Linked DNA regions of Mus musculus: region 1 is linked to region 2. A link is a contact called in public Hi-C data. All regions are on one chromosome and are shown on one strand. The core of a region is the stretch at or near the end of the contact, and the rest is flanking DNA. Distances in the headings are between cores, read along the strand shown. Region 1 has its middle 560 kb from the start of Gm25985. Region 2 has its middle 110 kb from the start of Gm25985.

Region 1 (5,083 bases), core at 1,910-4,409, 450 kb before region 2:
GTATGAATTTTCTGCTGTTCTCCCTACCCCCCACCCCCTGAATTTTAGATTTATACAAACCACATCTCAGCTGCTACCTTTCAACAATTTTACTCCGAGGCAATAAATAATTCAATGTGCTAATTTGACAGATGACTCTCCAGGAGCCACCCGCCATTACTAGCATCATTAGGCCATAATATGCGTGACGAGGAGGATGGCCATTCAGCAAATGTCCTTCACTTGTTTACTCCTAAAGAGCTGTACTCTGCACAATTAACTAATGAAGCATTATGGGCTTTTCTGCCCTTCCCTGCTATTTCAATATTCCAGTGTGGAAAGCCTGGAGGAAACCCCATCCTGTCTCCTTTTGCTAAATAAGGGTTTACAGGATGGTTTAGACTGAACCGGAGCTCCCAGAGAAATAAGGAGAAAATAAGATAGGAAACACCGATTCGCATCATATCTGTCATTAACACTTCCTTTCTTTTCTGTGATGTGTAAGGAAAATTCAAACAGAATTTGGCCATGAAAAAGAGAGAAGAACAAAAAAATGAGAAACCTTCATAACACAAAGGAGAGACAACGTTCCTGCAAATAAAACTCATATGTCATCCAATATTTCCTGCTAACAAAAGTTTTGCAGTGTCCTTATGACGTTACATAATTTTATCCTGACCTAAGAGCTTGACCAGAGGTAAAGGCCCTCTGAGTCACCCTCGATTTTACATGTTCAATCCAGGTGAAATTACTAAAAGTTCCGTGACTAAGGCTGTTGGTGTGTACAGGCTTTCTCTGACCAAATTAACAGCACCTTGTATCTCTAAAGTTTCAAAATGTCCAAGTTTTTGTCTAAAGAGCTCATTCCCACAGGCATGAATTAAACAAGCAAACATCACTGTTATTACTCACTAAACATCACAAGATCGAGATCTTTTGTTGTCGAGAAAAGATGGCTGGCAGTGGAAGTGATTTTAGAAACTTCCTTGCCATGAGTGCATACTAAACTGGAGAGTCACACTTTGCAAATGGTATCCTTTACTGCTTTACAAAGGCTATGGTTGTAAGCACAGAAAACACTCTTTGTTAAAGGCATAACAAATGAATGAAGGGGGGGTGTGAGAAGGGATGCAGGTCTCAAACACATTTCCAGTCTACACCAGGCCCATGGCATGGCTCATGTCAGAAACGTTCTAGTCTTAGATCTAAAATCTGTGATTTTCTGCTGGCTGAGAATACAATTTGATAATGATGATTGCAATGTTTCCCTTACACAAATAAAATTAGGATTAATAATGAGTTCTGATATGAACCAAAGAAAGGTATCATGCTCATCGAGTTTCAATTTAAGACTGTTGCATTTATTTCATGTATGAGAAAGGTCTTCGTGGCCTCAGTGATAACCTCGGGAAGATGAGAATCAGCATCCTTGTGTTTTGAGTCCTGCAGATAAATCCTGGTAGACTGGCAATATCTTATCACACATGAACATTTGTCATATTAGTTATTATTATGAACTGCACATTCCCGTTCACTTTTCTCTTGTATAGTTCACATGGTTCTTCTTTCAGCGGAATGAATGAATGCAGGCGTGCTAAGTCAAAACTGCAGGAGATGAATGAAAAATAGACACTTCTGAACATGGATGTGTCTACTGGCTTCACTATGACTGGAGTAGTATAGTAACGAAAACAGTAAATCTGATACCGTTTAGTATGGTGAGGACTGTTAAACGCCTGGAGAGTTTGCTCCAATCCGCCCACAACAAAGATGGTAAATAACTAGAGTGTGCAAACTTATTTTTCAAACGATAGTTCAAAATGAGAAAGTATGTTTAAATGCCAACAGACCATCACCCTTCTTGCTCTTGAGTAGTACAAAAGGCCACACACATCCTTCATGCAATATATTCATCTGATGAAATCTGAAAGGCATCAACAAAACATGTAAACATTATCAATTTACTATGTTGTAGGAAGTTAAGAACGATAACAAATAATAATGCATGTGTTATAAATGTGCTTAAAGATTTCAAAAATTACATTTTTTTCTAATGTCCCTACCTTTCTATATAAAACCTTACATAGAAGGTTTAATTTCCAGTTCGTTGTAGATTGTATAAAATTGTTTCATTTTATGATCTCTGTAGTGAAACTCTTCGACAGGTATATAAGGGACTATAATTTAATTCAGATATGTTAGAAACTGGAAAAGGAAACTGTATACTATCTGGTAGCATAGTTAAGTATTTATAGGCATGAAAAAGCAAACTTGTGTTTAAATGATGGGTTATTTGTGTTTAGAAGCTGCTGTCCAGTGAAAAATGCAATAACATCAAAATTATAACTAATAGAATCACCTTTATCTTTTCAGGATTTTGACATTTAATATGTGTTTATAGATCTCTAGTACATGTTGGACATTAGAAAATATTGCACGCTAATGTTTACTTTGAAAAATAAATTACTTACAAAATATTATGAACTTGCGATGCCTTCAGTGGGGCTCAAGAATTATAATTACTAAATCAATGGCACATAGTTCCCATATAGTCAATTCAATTTAACTAAAATTATTTTGAATTTCATTTAAGACTCATAATGAAGTCTTATTTTTGTAAGAAAAAAAGTCAAAAGCTGCGTGAGGCTTTATTTAGAGGTTGGCTCATTATTATGCAGTAATTTATTCTTTTATGGTGTGATTTTTGCTAAAAATTCAATAGTGTGTTATTAAATAAATCATACCTATGCTAAATGCATCTCAGAAAAACACACTCCCTTGCATGTGCCACTTACCTGCAGGCTCACAGTTCATTGAAGATATTTCTGTTTATTTTGATATCTTTTGTCGAAGAAATGCACAGTAACAATGATGAGCAGACAAAGAGAGGGGAAAAGCCATTCATCCATTCATGGGTAATTGAATTCCCTCATATTTCATAAACAGACTGCCTATCTGTAGGGTTGTGCTTTATTCGAATAACTTTCTTTAAAATGATTTTTCCCTATAAGATGTTGGAATTGCAATAATGTTTAAGAACTCAAGGTCAAAACATTTTTTAAGTTAGTTTATTTGATGAATGTATTGCTGGGAAAGGAGTTACCCCCTCCTTTTCCTTCTCCCCTCTTGCCTACAAATTGCCTTTAGACTGGATGTTTATTGCCCGATGTAAAGAACAAAACAGAGAGGTAATTAAGCCTAGAATTGCCTGCTGGTACTTAATGACAGTCAGGCCATGGGCAGGAGCTTCTGGGTCCACCCAAATCTGCCAAGAAGGAGGCTTGTTTCTGAAACAAAGCCAAACAGCAAGACATCATTACTGTTAATTACCTGGTAAACAAAAGAGACTTGGTGTCTGTGGCAATGCACCAAACTTGGTGCAGCAGCTGATGCTGTAAAAGACGGTTGGTCTGACTTTGTCCCTGGGAGCATTGTGCTGAGATGATCCACCTCCGTAAAGAGCTTAAGTAATTACACTCCAACAACTGTGTTTGTAAGCTCTGTCCCTTGTCTCGCGCTTTAATGACAACAAACAACCTGTCCACTGAAACAGGTGGCATCTGCTAAGCATCACGCGGGACAAAAAAGACATAATCTCAAAGAGAAATTCATTATTTTTGAAGCCAAAGGGCACAGTATATAAAAGCAGGTGAAAGGAGTGAGGCCCATTGAAGTTTAGAAATCCTTTAATAAATAATTATGAATTAAACGAATCGACTACATTGAACAGAATTGTCAACTGCTTTTGTGAGACACTAATAAAAAAGCAAAAAAGAAAGGCTGTAATAACTGTATGTTTGTGTATAAATACACATGCATATGTTATGCACAATGTGTATTTAATGCATATATTAATGTATTTATTACATTGCTTTGTTTTCATTCCTACCCTTTATCTACTATGCCTGATAATCGACATAGATAAACTCAGAGGGATGGCGAACACAGAACATTTAAGTTCGAAGAAGATTGTACACTAAGGCTGTATGTTCACTTGTATGTGAGATGTTTGATTGGATGGATTTTAAAGTCTTAGAGAGGTGATATAGATTTAATGACTTTATCATATAGATACATGTTTTTCCTTTGCAGCTATGTAGTCTTACGTAGATTTCCCCTCATGATTATATTTCCACACAAAATAAAATTAAAATTAATATCACGTTTCTCACAGACACAGTGCACATCTGCTCTGAGCATGAGGTCCACTATGTCACTTGCTTGTTCACCAACACGCAAGTCATTATTTGCTTAGATGCAACTTTTTAGCTACGACAAGAAAAACCACAGGGTGGGCTAAATCAGTACAGGCTTGAGCATATTCGCCATGCGCATGCCCAGAGCCACAAGCTGCGTGTCAAAGCGACCACGGTTTGAACGTCTGCTTACCTGAGACACTGCTCACATTCGTAAAAGGCGAAGGACAAGGTTAGGAACACCTAGACTGTTGTTCTGAACAGTATTAGTGTGTGTTCATAGTATGCAACGATGGGTTTCATGACGTTCCCATTCAAGTGGATTGGACTCTTCTCTATTTTGACCTCCTGTTGCCCTCTGCTGCCTCCTTTCCCATTCCATCCTTCCAATTTCTTTTTTTTTTTTTTTGCTTCCATACCCGCACATATATACTCTATATATTCATAAATATTTATATATTTCATAAACACCATGAATAAAAGTTGTGATGCGGTGTTGGTCTTTCTCACTCTGGGTTATTTAATTTAGCATTCTTATTATCTCTGGTTCTATCCACTTTCTTGAAAATAACATGTTTTATACTTTATAGGTGAATGAAACTCCGAGTCCGTTGACGAATCCTTCGTGTGAGTCCACAGTTCAGCCATCGTGAACGGTGCCACAGTAAACATGGTTGTTCGACTCTCATCTGACTTACACCTCCTGGGGTGTATTTCCAGGATTGGTGCCAGTGGATCTTACCGTAATCCCACTTTTCTGTCAGAATAACCACGGTCAAATTTAAGCTTTGTAGATTCATGTGAATACTAAAGTCATATAAAAAAATCATATAAGAAGACCTGATACATACTATACCTGTGTGGGGTTGTTTTGTTGTTGTTGTTGTTGTTTTTGGTTGGTTTTTGTT
Region 2 (5,118 bases), core at 1,156-3,655:
CCCCCCCTTTCCTTTTTCGCCCACTACATTCAACCACTACTAATAAAGTTGCACTCGGGGAAACTTTTCCTTGGAACATACTTGTTCTTGTTGCTCAAATGCGGGAGGCAGCAGAAGACTGTGGGAGTGTTTCTCCACGGCAGAAACTCCGTTGATGAGATACTGGCTTAGAGGCCTCCTCCTTAGAGAATGAAGAGCCCCTGAATATGGATGCTCGTTTTTAAAGATGGCTGTAAAGGGAAGAGTCACAATTCCTTGTTTGGGTGCTTCCAGTCCATTCACATTCCCCAGATGTTACACACCTGGAAATGAGAAACAATGGCCGCCTCGGTGCTCGCACCGGTCTGTCCCACCCCCAACTCTAGAGCAACCAGAGTTAGCTTCACACTCTGTCAGAGAGGGAAGGGTGGAGTTTGACAATCCAGTTTTCTAGCCTTATTGGGTAGGAATGCTTTTCTTTTCTATCACAATTGATTTGAATGAGATATCTTTATAAATTAAGAAAACAAAGCCCTCCTGTGTCCCTAATAAAAGGAAAGTTAAAAACAGAATTTTACTTAGAACAATATAATAAGATTTGAATTTTAATACACTAGCAAGATTTTATCGAAAGGACCCAGATGTAGCTGTCTCTTGTGAGACTATGCCGGGGCCTAGCAAACACAGAAGTGGATGCTCACAGTCAGCTAATGGATGGATCACAGGGCTCCCAATGGAGGAGCTAGAGAAAGAACCCAAGGAGCTAAAGGGATCTGCAACCCTATAGGTGGAACAACATTATGAACTAACCAGTACCCCGGAGCTCTTGTCTCTAGCTGCGTATGTATCAAAAGATGGCCTAGTCGGCCATCACTGGAAAGAGAGTCCCATTGGACACGCAAACTTTATATGCCCCAGTACAGGGGAACGCCAGGGCCAAAAAGGGGGAGTGGGTGGGTAGGGGAGCGGGGATGGGTGGGTATGGGGGACTTTTGGTATAGCATTGGAAATGTACATGAGCTAAATACCTAATAAAAATGGAAAAAAAAGATTTGAATTTTAAGTAATTCATGTTAGAAATATACATTGTTTATAAAAAAAACTTTTAAAATTATGTTTTTTAAACCCTGAGCTCTTCTTAATATTTTAACATTAAAAGCACTTTGTGGGAAGTAAAGGGACCAACCAAAACCAAATATGTTTGAAAATGCCGTAAGTGGACTTGCTACTTTGAATGGTAAAATAAAATAAAACACTTTGACCATCATGGCAAAGCTTCCTGATTAGGCAAAATATGATTTCATTTTTAAATGAAAGCAGCACTCTGTATTATAGCAAACATAAATTTAATCCATCTTCATAATTTAAAATAAGCTCATTTTTCTCTTTGAGTGTGTGTCCATGCACATGCGAAAGTTGTAGGACAACCTTCTTGCTCATAATCTTTTCATACCACATACTTCGATCCCATTCTTTCTCCTTCCCCAATTCTCCCAGCTCTTCCCCACCTCACGAAGGTGTCCTCACCTGCTTCTTCAAATCTGTCTGAATACAAAATGAAAATCAAAACAAACACATGAAGGCAGTAAGACAAAGTACCAACACTAATAAGATGATATAGAACAGCCCTCCCATAATTGGAGTCCATTTTGTATTGTCCAATTAATCCTGGACATAAGGCTGGAGTGTGACTGATATATCAAGTGACACTGCACTCAAGGAATCATTCACAAAGAGTGTCTTGCTTACGGGTCTGTGTGTCCCACGTCTTCTCAGTGCTGAAGTCAGAGGATAATCTAAGGTCTTGGCGCTTTCCACGTGGTCTGAGACACGAACTCTCACTCATCACTGTGCGTATCACACGGGCTAGCCCACAAGCTGCTGTGGCATCTCCTGTCTCTGCCTGACACTTCACCTTACCAGTGCTGAGGTGCAGACGTACACTGCTGCAGAAGTGGGGCTTCCTGTGGTTTCTGGGGATCCAAACTCAGGTCTTCAGAATTGCATGGCAATTGTTTAACCTATGGACCTATCTACTCAACCTGAAAGCTGATTTTTAAAATGTAGACTTTCATTCATGTATGTTTTAGATGTATGATCATATCTCAATAAATATAAGTCTACATCTACGAAAAGTATGTCTCCAGACACACTATATGCACACGTGTGTATATGATACAAGCAAAGTGTCATTTTAGACTCTAAAATATCGTAAGTTGTGACTAGAAACCAACACCCCAATTTGAAAGCCTAACTGTAGAAACTGTGTCTGTTCCTACAGACACCCTTGGCCACAAGCTGTACAAATTAGCTGCTGACTGAGGAGTGAACCTCTCGGCATCAAAATGCACTTGGTATAATAGTCTTCACAGCCTGAAAGAGCCCCTGAGGTTATGTCTTTGACATCTGCATGCATGACTTAACACTTTGGCTATGGCTGAAACTGAGATGCCAAGCTGCGATATGTACAATGACCAAATTAGCACACCACTGCTTCTTGCTGCTGTCAAATCCCACGAGGCTCTCTTCGTGAATTATGTCATTAACTCCTTCGGCTAAGAATAGCACCGGAATAACACAGATACATAAGCATGTAGTGCAGTCAACTCTAAATGTCCCTATCTACATTCAAGCTCTCAGAAACAGAAGAATGCCTACAGAATGGTTTGGAGACAGTAACATGTTGACAACCAACAGGGTTAAATTTATGAAAAAAAATAATCTATTAGTAAAACTTGTATGATCTGATTACCCACGGGGACTGTTAGAATGTCTGCTCATTCCCAATTCACTCTGCACTAGGGAGAGATAGAAAACAAATAATACCTGTCTTGAGACAGTGGACAGAACACACACAAATAGAAAGGTGACAATGCAGTACACACGAGAATGGCCTAGATAAAATATGGTCAGCCACTGGACCTCGTAGGAATAATTCCATGGTCCTTCAGAAGTATTACTTTCTCTTGGGAGTCACTGACTTGACAGAGATCTAGACTCATTAATATTTTTACTTCCTTATCAAAAACTTTATAAAAGCCCATTACCAGTGTATATGACAACATTCCAATACACTTAGCATCAAACTTAAGGCTCTGTAAATTTACTAAAAGGATGTTGAATAAGATGGTTTTTAGATAACTGGAGGAAGAGGCAGGACAGTGTGAATGTCAAGGCTTCGAATACTGGTTCACATTCTTCCTAACTGGCAGCTATATGATGAGTCTGGCATTTGGGTAACTATCATTGTGATCTCTGCCACTGTGATGTGTACTAATCTAATTATCGAGAGCATCATAACATTTTTGTATTTTATATTAAAAAGCAAATACATCCCAAACATCCAAGAAGTTGGTGAGGGACCTTTGTTTCTTGATTCCTTTTATAAATGTTTTGCTCTTACCTTAAGAAATAGTTCTCTAGCTCCTTCATTGGGGACCCTGTGTTCAGTCCAGTGGATGGCTGTGAGCATCCACTTCTGTATTTTGTCAGGGACTGGCAGAGCCTCTCACGAGACAGCTATATCAAGCTCACATCAGCAAGCACTTCTTGGCATCTGCCATAGTGTCTGGGTTTGGTGGTTGCTTATGGAATGGAACCCCAAGTGGGGCAGTCTCTGGATGGTCATTCCTTCAGTCTCTGCTCCATACTTTGTCTATGTAACTCCTTCCATGGGTATTTTGTTTCCATTCTAAAAAAGACCAAAGTATCCACACTTTGTCTTCCTTCTTCCTGAGTTTCATGTGGTTTGTGAATTGTGTCTTGTGTATTCTAAGTTTTGGGGCTAATATCCATTTATCAGTGAGTGCATATTATGTGTATTCTTTTATGATTGGGTTACCTCATTCAGGATGATACCCTCCAGATACATCTATTTGCCTAAGAAAGTACCCAAGGGGCTGAAGGGGTTGGCAGCCCCATATGAGGAACTACAATATGAACTAACAGGTACCCCACAGAGCTCCCAGGGACTAAACCACCAACCAAAGAGTACACATGGAGGGACCCATGACTCCTGCCACGTATGTAGCAGAGGAGGGACTAGTTGGTCATCAATGGAAGGAGAGGACATTGGTCCTGTGAAGGCTCGATGCCTTAGTGTAGGGGAATGCCAGGGCCAAGAAGTGGGAGTCAGTGGGTTGCAGAAGCGGGGAGGGGGGAGAAGACATGGGGTTTGGAGGGGAAACCAGGAAATTGAATAACACTTGAAATGTAAATAATAAAGAAAATATCTAATTTTAAAAAAGAGAAATGTTTCTCTTTTTCCCCCATCCCTCCACTTGATGCCCTTTTTCTACTGATGGTGGATTCTATGAGTTTCTGCTCCCCACTGTTGGGCATTTCACACAAGGTCCCTCTCTTTGAGTCCTGAGACTCTCTCACCTCCCAGGTTTCCTTTGAGGTACTTTTGAGAGGATACTCACACACACACACCTCCCATTCCCCAAGGTCACATTTCCATTCCTTCTGTTGGCCCTCAGGGCTTCCCTCCTGTCTCCCCCTCCCCCCCTCCCCCTCCCCCTCCCCCTCCCCTCTCCCCTCCTCCTCCCCCCTTCCCCCTTCCGCCCTCCCCCCTCTCCCCCCCTCCTCCATACCTGATCATGTTCCCCTTTCCCCTCTCCCTCCCAGGTTCCTCCCTCCCTCTGCCTCCCATCTTTCTTTCTTTTTTCTTTTCTTTCTTTCTTTCTTTCTTTCTTTCTTTCTTTCTTTCTTTCTTTCTTTCTTTCTTTCTTTCTTTCTTTTTCCGGAAACAGGGTTTCTCTGAACAGCCCTGGCTGTCCTGGAACTCACTTTGTAGACCAGGCTGGCCTCGAACTCAGAAATCTGCCTGCCTCTGCCTCCCAAGTTCTGGGATTAAAGGCGTGCGCCGCTACCGCCCGGCCCACCTACCATGTTTCTTAAGCGTTCATATTTTCATTCACTGCATATCCATTCTCAAGGGCAGCATGGACCATTTGGCTACCCTCTGGGGAGGCTGTTGGTCTCCTACAAGCTTGAGAAGGAACCGCTGGAAGTGGTGGAAGCCATGTCTGTTAGAAAGATGCTTGGAAAAGGAGAAGCCACCACTTAGCCACAGAATCCCACGTTTGTGACTTTCAGCTAGTGGCAAATTTCCTTTAGGTTTTCTTCTTTACTAAG

What was found. Hi-C and Micro-C count contacts between places; a contact is called where the count stands out from the background.
Region 1: a contact with region 2 is called in a Hi-C map of the N1E-115 cell line, with 4 times the contacts expected there. The contact joins two enhancer-like sites. A contact is called at or near these places in 9 of 484 Hi-C or Micro-C datasets (the N1E-115 cell line, adipose-derived mesenchymal stem cells, cortical neurons and 6 more) and 1 of 9 other capture datasets (embryonic trunk).

The regions. Positions count from the first base shown.
Region 1 is chr13:115,672,142-115,677,224 of GRCm38.p6, reverse strand. No RefSeq gene overlaps it. Among named protein-coding and RNA genes, the nearest start is that of Gm25985, 560 kb to the right of the region's middle. Within about 2 kb of position 3,159, at least 10 of the 459 cell types and tissues checked have an H3K27ac peak or open chromatin away from gene starts, as enhancers often do. A contact at or near this core is called in the N1E-115 cell line, where this site is marked.
Region 2 is chr13:115,224,353-115,229,470 of GRCm38.p6, reverse strand. No RefSeq gene overlaps it. Among named protein-coding and RNA genes, the nearest start is that of Gm25985, 110 kb to the right of the region's middle. Within about 2 kb of position 2,405, at least 10 of the 459 cell types and tissues checked have an H3K27ac peak or open chromatin away from gene starts, as enhancers often do. A contact at or near this core is called in the N1E-115 cell line, where this site is marked.